Regions from separate parts of the Mustela erminea genome. Here region 1 is linked to region 2. Evidence: chromatin contacts called from public Hi-C data. All regions are on one chromosome and are shown on one strand. Each heading gives the region's core, a stretch centred on a gene start, on an enhancer-like site or on the middle of the called end of the contact. The rest is flanking DNA. Distances are from core to core; before and after follow the strand shown.

What was found. Hi-C and Micro-C count contacts between places; a contact is called where the count stands out from the background.
Region 1: a Hi-C map of fibroblasts shows a contact between it and region 2, with 4 times the contacts expected there. The contact joins the promoter of BRD4 here to the enhancer-like site in region 2. A contact is called at or near these places in 2 of 3 Hi-C or Micro-C datasets (fibroblasts and spleen).

What each region holds. Positions count from the first base shown.
Region 1 is chr1:12,286,102-12,292,823 of mMusErm1.Pri, reverse strand. It overlaps BRD4 (bromodomain-containing protein 4), which reads left to right and starts at 1,648. Exons shown (of 19, transcript XM_032313966.1): 1 at 1,648-1,776. LOC116573741 (a long non-coding RNA gene) reads right to left here and starts at 1,579. Exons shown (of 2, transcript XR_004278976.1): 1 at 1,190-1,579.
Region 2 is chr1:12,224,530-12,230,951 of mMusErm1.Pri, reverse strand. BRD4 (bromodomain-containing protein 4) reads left to right here. Exons shown (of 19, transcript XM_032313966.1): 3 at 2,241-2,378; 4 at 3,684-3,819; 5 at 5,469-5,758; 6 at 6,387-6,422. Among named protein-coding and RNA genes, the nearest start is that of EPHX3, 34 kb to the right of the region's middle. Within about 2 kb of position 5,116, the one cell type or tissue checked has open chromatin away from gene starts, as enhancers often do. A contact at or near this core is called in fibroblasts, where this site is marked.

The sequences.
Region 1 (6,722 bases), core at 399-2,898, 65 kb before region 2:
CTTTTATTTCTTGCACTTGTTATCTCATGGTTTGCTAAAATAACTGATAAATTTAAGTCTTTGCTTTCCTTAAGACTGATCACCCTTGAAGCCTGAGCAAACAGCATGACATAGACATCACTGTTTGACTGTTATGCTAGTGTACTGATATATTTTGGAAGAAGGGGCTATCAGAGAATTTAAAAAAAATTTTTTTTTTAAAGATTTTATTCATTTATTTGACAGACATAGAACACAAGTAGGCAGAGAGGCAGGCAGAGAGAGAGAGAGAGAGAGAGAGAGAGAGAGAAGCAGGTTCTGCACTGAGCAGAGAGCCCGATGCGGGGCTCGATCCCATGACCTGAGCCAAAGGCAGAGGCTTTAACCCACTGAGCCACCCAGGCGCCCCAATTACCTAGATTTTTTACAGGAACGGCATCTGCGATTTCTAAAAGATGGAACTAAAAGCACTAAAGGTGGGGTACCTGGGTGGCTCAGTTGGTTAAGCATGGGACTTCTGATTTCTGCTCAGGTCATGATCTCAGCGTTGTGAGATGGAGCCCTAAATGGGGCTCTGGGCTCGGTGGGGCGTCTGCTTGGGATTCTCTCTCTCTCTCTCCCTCTGCCCCCTCCCCTACTAATGCTCTGTCTCAAAAAAAGAAAATCTTTTAAAAATGAAAGTGCTAAAAGAGTGAAGAGCAAACGGGAAGGAAGTTTTTGCTTTCCCATTTGAGTAATTTAACAGAATCATCATTATTTTTTATTTTAATGTTTTTAAGTAAGCTCTCCGTTCAACGTGGGGCTCGAACTCACGACCTCGCGATCAAGACTAGTCGGGACTGCCCACTGAGCCAGCCAGGAGCCCCCAGAATCTTCATTTTAAAATCCAAGCGACCTAAGCCTTAACCCCTTCGTTCTGTGGAGCTGACTTGTCTGGGAGGCTCGCGGCTGAGGAACGGCCGGGGCACAGCTGGAGGGACGGCGATGCGGCCCGGCCCAGCACCTCCAGCCCGCGCACCCCGCAGCGGCGGGCCGGGACCGACGCCGCCGCGGCCCTGCGCACAGTTGCCTTCGCCCTCCCACTGCGCCCGGCGCCCCGTCGCCAACTCGCGGGCCGAAGCGACCCAGCCTCCCTCCAACACCCTTCCGCCCTGGCGCCCAGGGGCCCCTCCTCGGCCTCTGCCGGCAGCCTCTGGGGGTCTCTCCTCACCTTCCTCCCTGTCGCTGAGGGTCTCATCTTCTTACAATTTTGGACATCTCCCTTCTCAGTCCCAGCCTTCAGTCTGTTAGATCTCCCCGCCCCCCCACCCCGTTCTCTCCTCTGGTCCGCAGGGTCACGCCCCTCCGTCTGCGGGGGTGTCTTCCCTGGGTCCGCCTGATCCCTGCGCCCTCCAGCCGAGGGGTTCCCCCAACCCCGCGCGCCCGCCTCCCCCACTCACCTAGCGCCTGCTAGCTCTCCCGAGCTTGCCTGCGCCGGGCGCGGTCGCGGGACGCGCACGCCGGGTGGCGGCGCGGGGCCGCGCGCGCAGCGTACGTGGTGACGTCAGTGCGCTGGCGGCGGCGGCGGCGGCGGCGGCAGCGGCAGGGCTGTTTGTTCTGCTCTCCCGCAGCCGAGGAGCCGAAGCGGTGGCTGCGGCGGCGGCGGCTGCCGGCAGTGCCCGCAGGCGAGCGGGGCCTGTGAGCGCGGCGGAGCGGCGGGCGTGGCGGGCGGGCCCCGGCGCCGCGCAGGCAGCCCGAAGAGGAGGGGGCGGCGGCGGCGGGCGGCCGGCGGGGGCGGCGTGCGGCCTAGCGTCTCAGGTGAGGACCGGTGCCCTTCGGGGTGGCGGGCGGCGCGGGGCGGCCGGCGGGGACCCGCGGCGCGGCCCGCGTAACCTGCATTGCGTAATGGGGCCGGTGCGCCAGCACCTACGCCATCGGCGCGGCGCGGGGGCGGGGAGGCCGGGGCGACGCGGGCTCGGGCCTGCGGGCCTCCCGCGTCCGCGCGCGGTGCCGCTTGCGCCGGGCCCGGGCGGCCTGCGCCGTTGGCGTCGGAGTGGCTGGGCAGCTCGCGGCTCCCCGGCCGTTGGCGCCGCCGGCCTCCGGCTTGGGCCGGCCGGCGGGGCAGGGGCGCGGGCGGGGGGCGCGGGCGCCGCGGCGGGGCGGGTGGCCGGGGGCGGGCGGGGGGCGGGCCGAGGCGCCCGGCACTTCCTGCCGCCGCCATTTTGTCAAGTGAGGAGGAGGAGGAGGAGGAAGCGGCCGCCGCGGGGCCGCGGCGCGCCCGGCCCCGGTAAGTCCGGGCCTGGCGTGGTGGCCACGGGCGCCGCTGTCCCCGACCGCGGTCCCCGAGGCGGCCTTGGCCCCGGCGCTCACGTGGGCCGGCCTCAGCGCGCGCTCTCTCGGCGCCTGGGTCCTACCCGGACTGGGGCAGCGCGCCCCCGCCCCCATTTCCTCGGCTTCCCGGCTGTCTCCGTATCTCTGCGGAGAATGGAGCTGGTCCCCAGGTGGAGGGAGGAGGCTGCTTCTGCACGCCTGCGGGAAGACAGCCTCGTGGGTGGGAGCGGTGCTGTGTCGGGCGAACCTGACCCCCTTTACCCACCCACTCCCAGTCCGGCAGCCCTACGCTGGACGCTTTGTTTTGCTCGGTCGGTGCTCGCTGGCGTCCTTGCTACGGCCTGGTCTGTTTGCGGTGTTGTGCGGGGTGGTGGTTTGGGGTGGGGATGTGGGGGAGTTGTGATTCAGCGAAATAAAATGACACTCCCCCCGCCCCTACGGAAGCAGCACAACTTTACCCGACTGAGCTGCCCCCAAGGCCTGCGGTGGCCTTGGATGAAAATGGGAAATCCCACTTTGGTGTGGTGGACAGTGTAAATACTTATATTCAGGTCTGTGGATGAGTCATGTGCTTTTTGCTCAGTGGCTGACCTCCCATTTACTTAAGACCACGCATTGTTTTTTGAAATGTTATTTTTATTTGTTTACTCATTTAATGTTTTCAGCAACCTGGTGCGGTTTATGGTATTGGTCTTTGGGTTCATTTTTATGTGTTGGATGCAAGAAGTGACCTCTTCGAGCCTGTTTCGTGAGAATTGAAGTGTCTTTGCTGCCCTTTGAGAGGGCTCTGTCTGTCCCTGTTTACAAAAACGAAGTTCCAGTGTAGCTCTAAGCCAGTGGCTCTTTGGCGCTCTAATAAGGGGAGATTTTTATGAATGGGGCCGTCAAGTTCCTTAAGTTGTTAGTCTTTAAAATTTGTAGTCTGGAAGCGGTAAAGAAAGCTATACTCAACAGGATTTATGAATGTGTTTTCAATTCCAACTAGGTTTTGGATGGTAAAATCTGTTTTATGACCTTTCAGTAATTTAATAAAACATTCCTTTTGGTTTAGTTTGGATGGGGATTATCTTTTCTTCAAGGTGGTATAGGTAACCAAGCCCTTCTCCCCCAGAACTTCATTCTGGGGAGGATAAACCTCTCAGATGGTTTCCAGTGACTAACTCTAGAAGGAAAAGCAAGATTTGTTTAAAAAATAAAACAAAAGGGGCGCCTGGGTGGCTCAGTGGGTTGGAGCCTCTGCCTTCGGCTGGGGTCGTGATCCCAGGGTCCTGGGATCGAGCCCCCTCATCCGGCTCTCTGCTCGTCGGGGAGCCTGCTCCCCCCACCCCACCCCCGCCTGCCTCTCTGCCTACTTGTGATCTCTGTCAAATAAATAAATAAAATCATAAAAAAAAAAGGCATTGTTTCCTAGTTATCCACCGTACCCCTTTCCTTAGTAGAGAGCATAATATCTAAGGGCTCAAGCTGTGGAGTAAATCTAATAAGATCAGGGGCGCCTGGGTGGCTCAGTGGGTTAAGCCGCTGCCTTCTGCTCAGGTCATGATCTCAGGGTCCTGGGATCGAGTCCTGCATCGGGCTCTCTGCTCGTCAGGGAGCCTGCTTCCCTCTCTCTCTCTCTCTCTGCCTGCCTCTCCATCTACTTGTGATTTCTCTCTGTCAAATAAATAAATAAAATTAAAAAAAAATCTAATAAGATCACTTTAGTTGGTTGTAATTGGAAGGAGATGAGCCCACCTGTGTATATCTAGCTAGAGTTCAGCCTCAGCCAATTTGCTGAAGATAAAGAGCTCTGCCTGCAGATTAAAGTTGGAACTTGAAAGTGGCTACATTTTCAAGATAGTTTGACTGTTCCAGGGTGCCCATCTGACAAGCTTCCTACTTTAGGATGGTGATGAGAAAAAAAAAGTCTGGCCACTTTGTAAAATTTCCACTAAATTATTGAATTGTTTAAAGGAATTTAGACTTTGTTTCCAAAAGTTACCCTTTTGAGCAAGTTGTGATCTTTGTACTAAATTGCACTTTTGTTTTTGGAGGTTGGGAGGGTGCGATATTTTTCTGTTACACAATTCAGGTTATTGAATGACCTGAGATTTATAGATCTAGAAGGAGATTGGAATCCTTGTTCTTAATTTAAAGCAAAATTACTTGGTACTTCTATGATTTGAAGACTAGGGGCTGTTAAGTCTTTTGACAACCCACTGTCCTCTGTCACAGTTGTATTGTAAAGTATTTCGATTTCTGATTTTGAATAAACTTGTAGAGTAGATCGTGTTTGTCTTTTATGTGCCCGGCAAATATATAAAAAGGAAAGAAAAGCTTGTCGTTGGAAACTGCTACTGATATTTTGTAAGTCTTTGTGATTTTTTGTGTTTAGCAAGGACTGCATGTTTGCAAGGTGAGAAATGGGATTCTTTGTGAATGCTGACAGTTCATTTTTAATTAATAAGACATGAGTTTGTAAAAAATAAAATTTTACATTTTTCTCTTTGTTTTACTGGAATGTAAGTTCCATGCAGGCAGGTTTATGTTTGCTTGGTTTTGCCTATTTTAATTCTCTGTTGTATCCTCAGCACCTAGAAGAGCACTTAAAATATTTTTTGAGTGAACAAACTGGAGAGATAATTAAGCAAGAATTTGGCATATCAAATGCAAGTAACATTAAATTAATGTTAGGAGGGGACATAATTGGTTAGTAGTGATTTAGAAGTAATGTGACTTTCAACTAGGATGGTAAGGTCCAGAAATTGCAGTGAACTTATTTATAGTCTGGACAATGTGGCATGCAGTTTCTTTTGTGCACTGTCTACTGTACATTTCCCACTTAGTTTGAAATGTGGTAAGTGGGTTTGGGCTGTGCTTCAACAGTGGCCTGGGAAAAGTATTTTAAGAGGGAGATGAAGTGGGTAATAAACATGTATGGGTAGCATTTCTTAATGTGACTCTCATGTTGTCAGTAAAAGTTTGATTTTTTTTTTTTAACATTGAGCACTTCCTTTTTAATATTCGGATTTCATGTGGATGTGATTGCCCAGTCAATTTCAGCGATTAGTTCCTGAGCTCTTACTATGTGCAAAGAAAGACAAAAAGATATTTGCACATGAGTTTTCTTTGGCAGGTTGCTTTATTAGGGTATTTATTGCCAAACATTTACTGAATGTAAATTGTGTATAACTTGAGCATTACACTATTACTGTGATAAAATCCCACCAAATATCCTTTTTTAAAGAAATAATAGCTTTATCGAGATACAGTTCACACATACGATACAGTTCACCAATTTAAAGTGGACAATTCAATGGTTTTCAGTATATTCAGAATTGTGCAGCCATCGCCATAACGAATGTGAAGACATTTACATCTCCAAAAAGAAATCTGTATACGTTAGCTGTGGCTCTCCATACCCACCCTGCCCACCAGTGCCTGGCAACCACTAATCTATTCTCTGTCTCTATAAATTTGTCTCCTGGTTATTTCAGGAATCAAACAATATAGCTATTCGTGTCTGATTTCTTTCAGCATAATGTTTTCAAGGTTTGTACTATAGTATGAATCAGTACTTCATTCTTTTTTTAATTTATTTTTTAATTTTTTGGTTATTTTTAAAAGATATGATTTATTTATTTGACAGAGAGACAGCAAGAGAGAGAACACAAGCAGGGGGAGTGGGAGAGGGAGAACCAGGCTTCATGCTGAGCAGGATGCCCTCTGCCGGGCTCTATCCCAGGACTCTGGCATCATGACCTGCATCTGGGGCAAGATGCCTCATGACTGAGCCACCTAGGCACCCCAGTACTTCATTCTTTTTATAACTGAATGATATTCCATTATGTGAATCCGTGCCACATTTTATTTATCCATTCATTAGTTGGTGGATATTTGGGTTGTTTCCACTTTGGCCTCTGTGAACATTCATGTACAAGTTTTTGTGCAGAGATTTTCTTAGATATTTAAAAGTGGAATTGCTGGGTCATGGTATCTATTTGTCGATGTGCAATGACTTTAAGTGCCTTGATTTTGTAATGTATTCACAAGGGGTTAAAAGAAAAGCTTGCTGAGCTGTGGGTGTACCCATTTAAAAAAATGAGGAAATGGAAGTGCAAGGATGTCAGCATGTTGCATGTAGTACAGTCTGAGTGGTCTGATCCCAACTTAGTTTTTAAAAATTGTACATTCCTAGAGAACAGTTTGAAATGCTGGTAAGGCACAGAAACCCTTCTGGAAGACGCACTCCAGACTTCTAGTGTTGTAAAGAGTAATTGTTAAAACCCTTAATTTCCTTTTTCAGTCTTAACAGGCTACAACTCATTAAGCTGCATCTGTAAATCCCACCTTAAATCATGGAATATATTCCACTCAAAAGAAATAGATGGAGTCCAGTGTCAAATTTAGGGCAAACAGCCATCTGTCCCATTCTTGACTGAACCCTGAAGGGG
Region 2 (6,422 bases), core at 3,867-6,366:
AGGTCAAAGAGATGAGGATTCCGACCTGACCCTCCTGTTGGCCTTTAGGAGGGCATTGGTGACCTTAGGAAGATGTGACGCAGAAGTAAAAACCAGATTCCCGACGGTGTGAATGAGAAGGTGAGGATGCGAAGCCATCATTTCAAGAAATTTGGCTTTGAAGGGAAAGCGTGGCAAGGCGAGAGTGGAGGAGGGGTTGGTTTGTTCCAGGAAGATACAGAGGGCTTAGAGGGTGAAGACAGAGGAGAAGGGGGTGGTACTGGGGGACCTGAGATCCCGAGGAGGCAGTGTCCCAGCCAGCGGTACAGACATGGGTGTGGGTGGTCTGTAAGGCCCAGTGGTTGGGGAGTTGGAGGTCATTCCAACATGGAGGTCAGGCTCCCCAGAGGTCACAGGGTGAATCTCTGTCTCTGTTACTGTTGGACGTCACCATCACCCCCAGCAGCTCTGACTCGGAAGAAGAGGCCTTTGGAAGGTGCCACTGGTCTGGTGTCTTCAGGAAGGTGGGAGAGCAAGGAGCTGGCCCAGAGGAGCAGGGCAGGGCTGGTCAGCTGAGAGCCATGTCATGCTTAAAGCCTGGTTTTCCGGGGACCTCTCCCCCTCCTTGAGGAAATGTTAATATAGCCAACAAAAGAAGGGTTCCTTCTTTTTCTCTTTTCTGACACCTTCCAGGAATCTTGACCCGAGTTTTGGCCTCTGATCTTTGCTGGACTTCTCACTAGAATGCCTGCCTCTCTGTTCAGTAAATGTGTATAGTTGGATTGTTAAGCCCCTAAACCCACCGCCCCCTTGTCAGTGCACTCTGCCCTCAAGCACTGTCCTGTCTGGCCTTGAGCCACTTGACAGACTATGGGCAGTTCAAGCACTTGACGCCACTGTAGGCCATAGAATAAAGTATGTTTCCACTGGGGCACATATGTTTGGCTTTGGTAGGTCTCTTGGGAAAGGTGGTCAGAGCCATAGTATAGCATAGAAAGTCTGGTGCAGTCTGTCTTCCTGGTCTCTTGGCCAGGGTACCCAGGCATGCTTGTGCAGCCCTCGTCAGGTCAGGGACATGATCTCTGCCACTCGTCATATGTAAGCTAGTTGTTTTTGTTCCTTTCTCATGGGTGTCAGAGCAACCTAAAACCTCACATGCTGTGTTCACCTTTTCAGTACTGTCCACCATTTCTAGGCAAGAGCTTGGTACTTGCTAAAGGATAGACCTGTCTTTTCTGCCATCGGTTCCCACTTGGACTTGTTCTGATACCCCAGTCATACCCAGTTACCGGAGCCTCTGAGATAGCGGGCTGTGGAGTGGGCCAGATGACACAGGTCCCCCTGCCTTGGCTCTGTTTGATCCTTCTATCTGGAAACCTGGTGTGTTGCCTCTTCTGCCCCCAAGATACCTCCTGTGGCGGTTTTTAAAAATAAACATTTAGTATAGGTTTAGATTTAGAGAAAAGCTGACAGTAGTAGAGTCTGATTTGAAGGGCTTTAGGGCATCTATACCTGCCATCCAGCTCCTTCTGTTGGGCACTTGTAGAGTAAGATCTGAAGCTTTGAGGGGTGGGGTCTGTGGATTTTTTTAAACTGAGGATTGTACAGATTGTCCAGATTCCTCATTAACCTGGGTAGTTGTTCAGATATATCCATGTACCACTAAGGGATCCTTAGAAAGACTATGTGCTAGTAAAAGAAATGGAAGTGCGATGAACTTGAGTGAAGGTGGAGGCTTCTGCTCCCTGGTTCTTCAGTATGCCCAGAAGCAGGGAGTCCAGTTGTTCCAGGTGGGCTTTACCGCTGGTTCCATAGGATTTTGTGTTTTATGGACCAATAACATTTCAAATGGTAGAGGAAAAGTAGAACTTGCCATGGGTTGTTTCTTTAGGTAAGAAGTGCTTTTAAGTGTTTTCCCCATTATATATTAAAAATTAAAGGATTTTACCATCACCACCACCAACAACAACAACAAAAATAGAAAGAAAGCATAGATCCTCTGTAAATACAACCTGTTCCCAGACCAGGCAGTTGATAGACTTGCACATTTCCCCTCCAGATTGCCAACCAACATTTAAGAATTCTTTCCTTGATTCACTTTATCTTGGGGTTCCCCTTGAGATTGCTTGCTGAGACCATGGAAGAGCTTCGGTCTTTGCTGTGGCTCTCATCTGTGCTCCTTGAGTGAGATCCACAGGCCCACTATGAGTGCTGCATGGCCGGGGAGGTGACACTGGCCTTTTGCTCTCTTTGCTCTTCAGGATTACTATAAAATCATTAAAACACCTATGGATATGGGAACAATAAAGAAGCGCTTGGAAAACAACTATTACTGGAATGCTCAGGAATGTATCCAGGACTTCAACACTATGTTTACAAATTGTTACATCTACAACAAGGTGAGATGTGGTGGAAGATGTCCAGCTGCCCTGAGGGGAGGGGAGGGGTGGAGAAGAAGGCTGGCATATCTGGAGTCTGTGGGCAGGGGTGCTTGGGAGCAGGTGGGATTAGTCTAATGGGATATCATTTGGAGCAGAAATAATGGGACCCGTGGTTTTGCCTGTGACTGGGTGTTTCTTTTTCGGGGAGGAGGGTGCTGGCCTTGTTTGACTTTCAAGCCGTCCTTGTTAGCTTGAAGCATGTGCTTCCGGTGCCCTTGGGATTTTAGTTCTTGAGCATGTCTAGAGAAGGTGTGAGGAGGACAGTGACGACTCATTAAAAAGTCCATTTGGGTGATGTAAATGGTCAGGAAGGAGCCTACTAAAATATAGTTGTGCAAAGGTGTGCTCAAATTTCAATGTGAGAGAGGGTGTGCTGGGGCCCACTGCATCTGAAACTGTGGACATGACCACTGACAACTGGTGGCCATAGAATTGAATGTCCCCTGATCTCACATGTAGACCTGAAAGTCACTTCTTAACCCCGTTAGCCAAACCTTTTGGCTCGGCTGTGCCATGAAGCCAGATCATTTGTTTACAGTTCAGACCACAGATGTGATTAAAACCAACCCTTTCATATAGAACGGCTCTGGAGGGAGACCCTATACAGAACTCAGCTTTTGGCCTCTGCTGGTGTAGTGGGTAAAATTGCCCAGAAGAGATGGGTAGGTGAGTTTCTTGAAGTTTACTGTGTTTTTTTAAAGTCTTAGCTCCCACCACTAAGTTTAAGTGACATGTGCACAGAAAAGGTTCTCGGGTTAGAGCTGAGTGGGAATAGCATGTCGTAGATGAGGCAACAAGTGGGGACCCATAATGCAGTTCAAGATAGGCATGGCCCCGAGCCCCGATGAGCTGCCTTGAGGGTACACTGGGGAGCATTATCAGAGCCCTGCTAATGTATCTGTGGCAAGAAATCCTGTGTAATGCAAGTATTTATAGTGAAGTTGAATTGTGTCAGAGGAGGGCTTCTGTCAGTGATTGGCAGGGCTTGTTAGATACTTAAGGCATTAAGATGGCTTCTCAGGCCAGAGCTTAAAAGATGAGAGGGAGGTGCAGGTGGATGGGTGCTGGTACAGGCACATGAGCCTTCGTGATATCTGGTGGTGTAACTGTTGTGGCCCTTGAGGGTTCAGATCGGGAAGGAGCCCGACTATGATACTTGATGCTTTGGAGCAGGGAGTGGGTGGCACAGGGTGGGGAGCTCTTGCTCCGTCTGGAGAGGTGGTGAGGGCTTTCTGATGCTCACCCCTGTGTCTCCTTTTCCAGCCTGGAGATGACATAGTCTTAATGGCAGAAGCTCTGGAGAAGCTCTTCTTGCAGAAAATCAATGAACTGCCCACTGAAGAAACTGAGATCATGATAGTCCAGGCAAAAGGAAGAGGACGTGGGAGGAAAGAAGCAGGTAGGGTACCTCCGGTGCGCCGAGCACTGTTGGCCTCACACTGAGACAGCAAGGACATTGGCTTTCCTGTTCCCCAGTCTTTGGTCCTTCTCCAGGTTCGGAGGGGGCAGGAGGGGAGGGTACTCTTAGTGTTGGACACGCCCCAGAGGGTCACTTGACTGGGTAACCTCCCACAAAGTAGAAGTAATTGGGCCCTGCCTTTTGATTGACTTTGGTTAAAAAGAAAGTGTAAATTTTGCAAAGCATTTTTAAGTTTTTTGAATTCTTCACTCCATTTAAAAAGAAAAAATTTTTAAGATTATTTATTTATTTATTTGTCAGTGATAGAGGGAGAGAGAGCGAGCAAGCACAGGCAGACAGAGAGGCAGGCAGAGGCAGAGGGAGAAGCAGGCTCCCTGCCGAGCAAGGAGCCCGATGGTGGGACTCGATCCCAGGACGCTGGTATCATGACCTGAGCCGAAGGCAGCCGCTTAACCACTGAGCCACCCAGGCGTCCCTTCTTCGCTCCATTTTAGAGAAGAGACAGTTTGCCAAGGGCAGTTTTAATTCCTAGTCCCTATCTTGGAACCTCAAGGTTGGTTATTTGAATTATTTTTAAGATGCTTATGTCAGAGCCAGGCCTGCCTTATGATGCTGCTGAAGTCGAAGTGAAACCCTTCACTCTGCCCCTGTCTCTTAGCCTGACACAGGATTCTAAAGGCCAGCTGGCGGGGAGACAATGAAATGTTTCTGTCTAGGAAAAGCTCTACCAGCTGCCTTTTGCATCTTGCCATCCTCCACTCTGTGCTGAGGTGGCCCATGCTGTGAGTCATTTGCTTCTCTCCACAGAGGGCTTTCACCTGGCTTCCCACCCTGCTCAGAAGTGGTGGCTTCATGGGAGCAAAGGTGCTTGGCTGGATCCCAGGCAGTGCTGAGGCGTAGCCAAGGAGAGGTGGTCCTAAGGGTCACCCCTTAGCTGTGGATCCGGCTAAGAGGTGTCCTGTATCCTTAACAATCCAGGAGTCCTGCCCTTGTGGCCTGGGACCAGGAGTTTGGTCTGCACATGGGACAGACACAGGGCATTGTGTGTTTGGGCTCACGTGCACAGCTGCAAGGAGGCAGTCTGAGCCGGTCACAAAGGGCAGCAGCCGTCCAGCCTCCTCCTGCGGCTCAGGGAGGTGGAAGCTTGCCAGTTTCCAGAAACCTTGGCCAGGGCTCCCGATGCTGGCTTCTTGCCAGAATTGCTTACTCAGAAGGCAGCGCTTCTGGGAATGAGGACAGCTCTGTCCAAAAAGCGCCAAGGAACATTTTTCCGCTCTCCTTCTACCGTCCTGGTGCTAACTCTCAGCATGTGTTTCCTGCTCCTTTGGCCCAGGCCTCCGTGCTTTTGAAGGCGTCTTTGTGCCTGATTTGGGGCTTGAAGCCAGGATGCCTCAGGAACTGTGTAATGCAGTGTGCCACTGCTCTCAGAGAACCTAAGGGCAGGTGGACCAGTTTGGCTGAGGTCTGGGGTGTTCGAGTTGTTCTGTCTCTAAGACTAATAGTCACCGTGACAGTGTGTGCCATGCGCATGCAGATGTGTGTTCTCCACATGTGACAGTGTTCCCATAAGGTCAGCCAGCGTGTGTTGGGCTCGGCATCTAACCACCTGTCCCTTTTATGATTGATAGGGACAGCAAAACCTGGCGTCTCTACGGTACCAAACACAACGCAGGCATCGACTCCTCCGCAGACCCAGACCCCCCAGCAGAACCCTCCGCCCGTGCAGGCCACACCTCACCCCTTCCCTGCGGTCACCCCAGACCTCATCGTCCAGACCCCCGTCATGACAGTGGTGCCTCCCCAGCCACTGCAGACACCCCCACCGGTACCCCCTCAGCCACCACCCCCACCCGCGCCAAACCCCCAGCCTGTGCAGAGCCACCCGCCCATCATCGCGGCCACCCCACAGCCTGTGAAGGTGAGCATCCTGTGCGTGTGTGTGGCCCAGCCCGGTCGCTGGCAGGCTCCTACCACCTCAGCTAGCACACCTTCTCTTGTCTTCTCCGTAACAGTGAGGCTGGCAGGAGACAGTCGCTTGTCCCTGCCAGTGCTTCATGCGGAGCCTGGCCTGGTTCTCCAGGCACTTGTGGGTATTTTCTGGGGGGATTGTATAGGCTTTATTAAGTCACAGCCTCGAAGCTGCTGCCCTGCTGGCCCACAGATTCCAGAGTTGAGAACCTAAATAGTCTCTAAAACATGCCTCCTGTGGGGATGGGGGTTAGTGTGACGAGGCTTGGCTCTGAGTGACTTCCCTGGCGTTAAGTAGGAAGCTGCTTCTGTAGCTTTCTTTGGGCTCCAGTGAGCAGATTCTGCACTTGGGTGTGTGCTTCCTCATGCCCCTGGCTGGGGTCCTGTCCCAGCTGCAGAGCAGAATGGTGGGACAGGGTCTGTTCTTGCCTTGGTCTTTCACCCTTGGAGTTACTTTTGAGCCCTATCCCCCAAGAATGTTGGAACCCTAGAAAGGACCTGGCTTCAGAAGTGACCTGAGGGCCACCTGTGCCAGCTGCCACCTGTGACGACGCTTGTTGCACGTGTGCTCTTGGCAGACAAAGAAGGGAGTTAAGAGGAAAGCGGATACCACC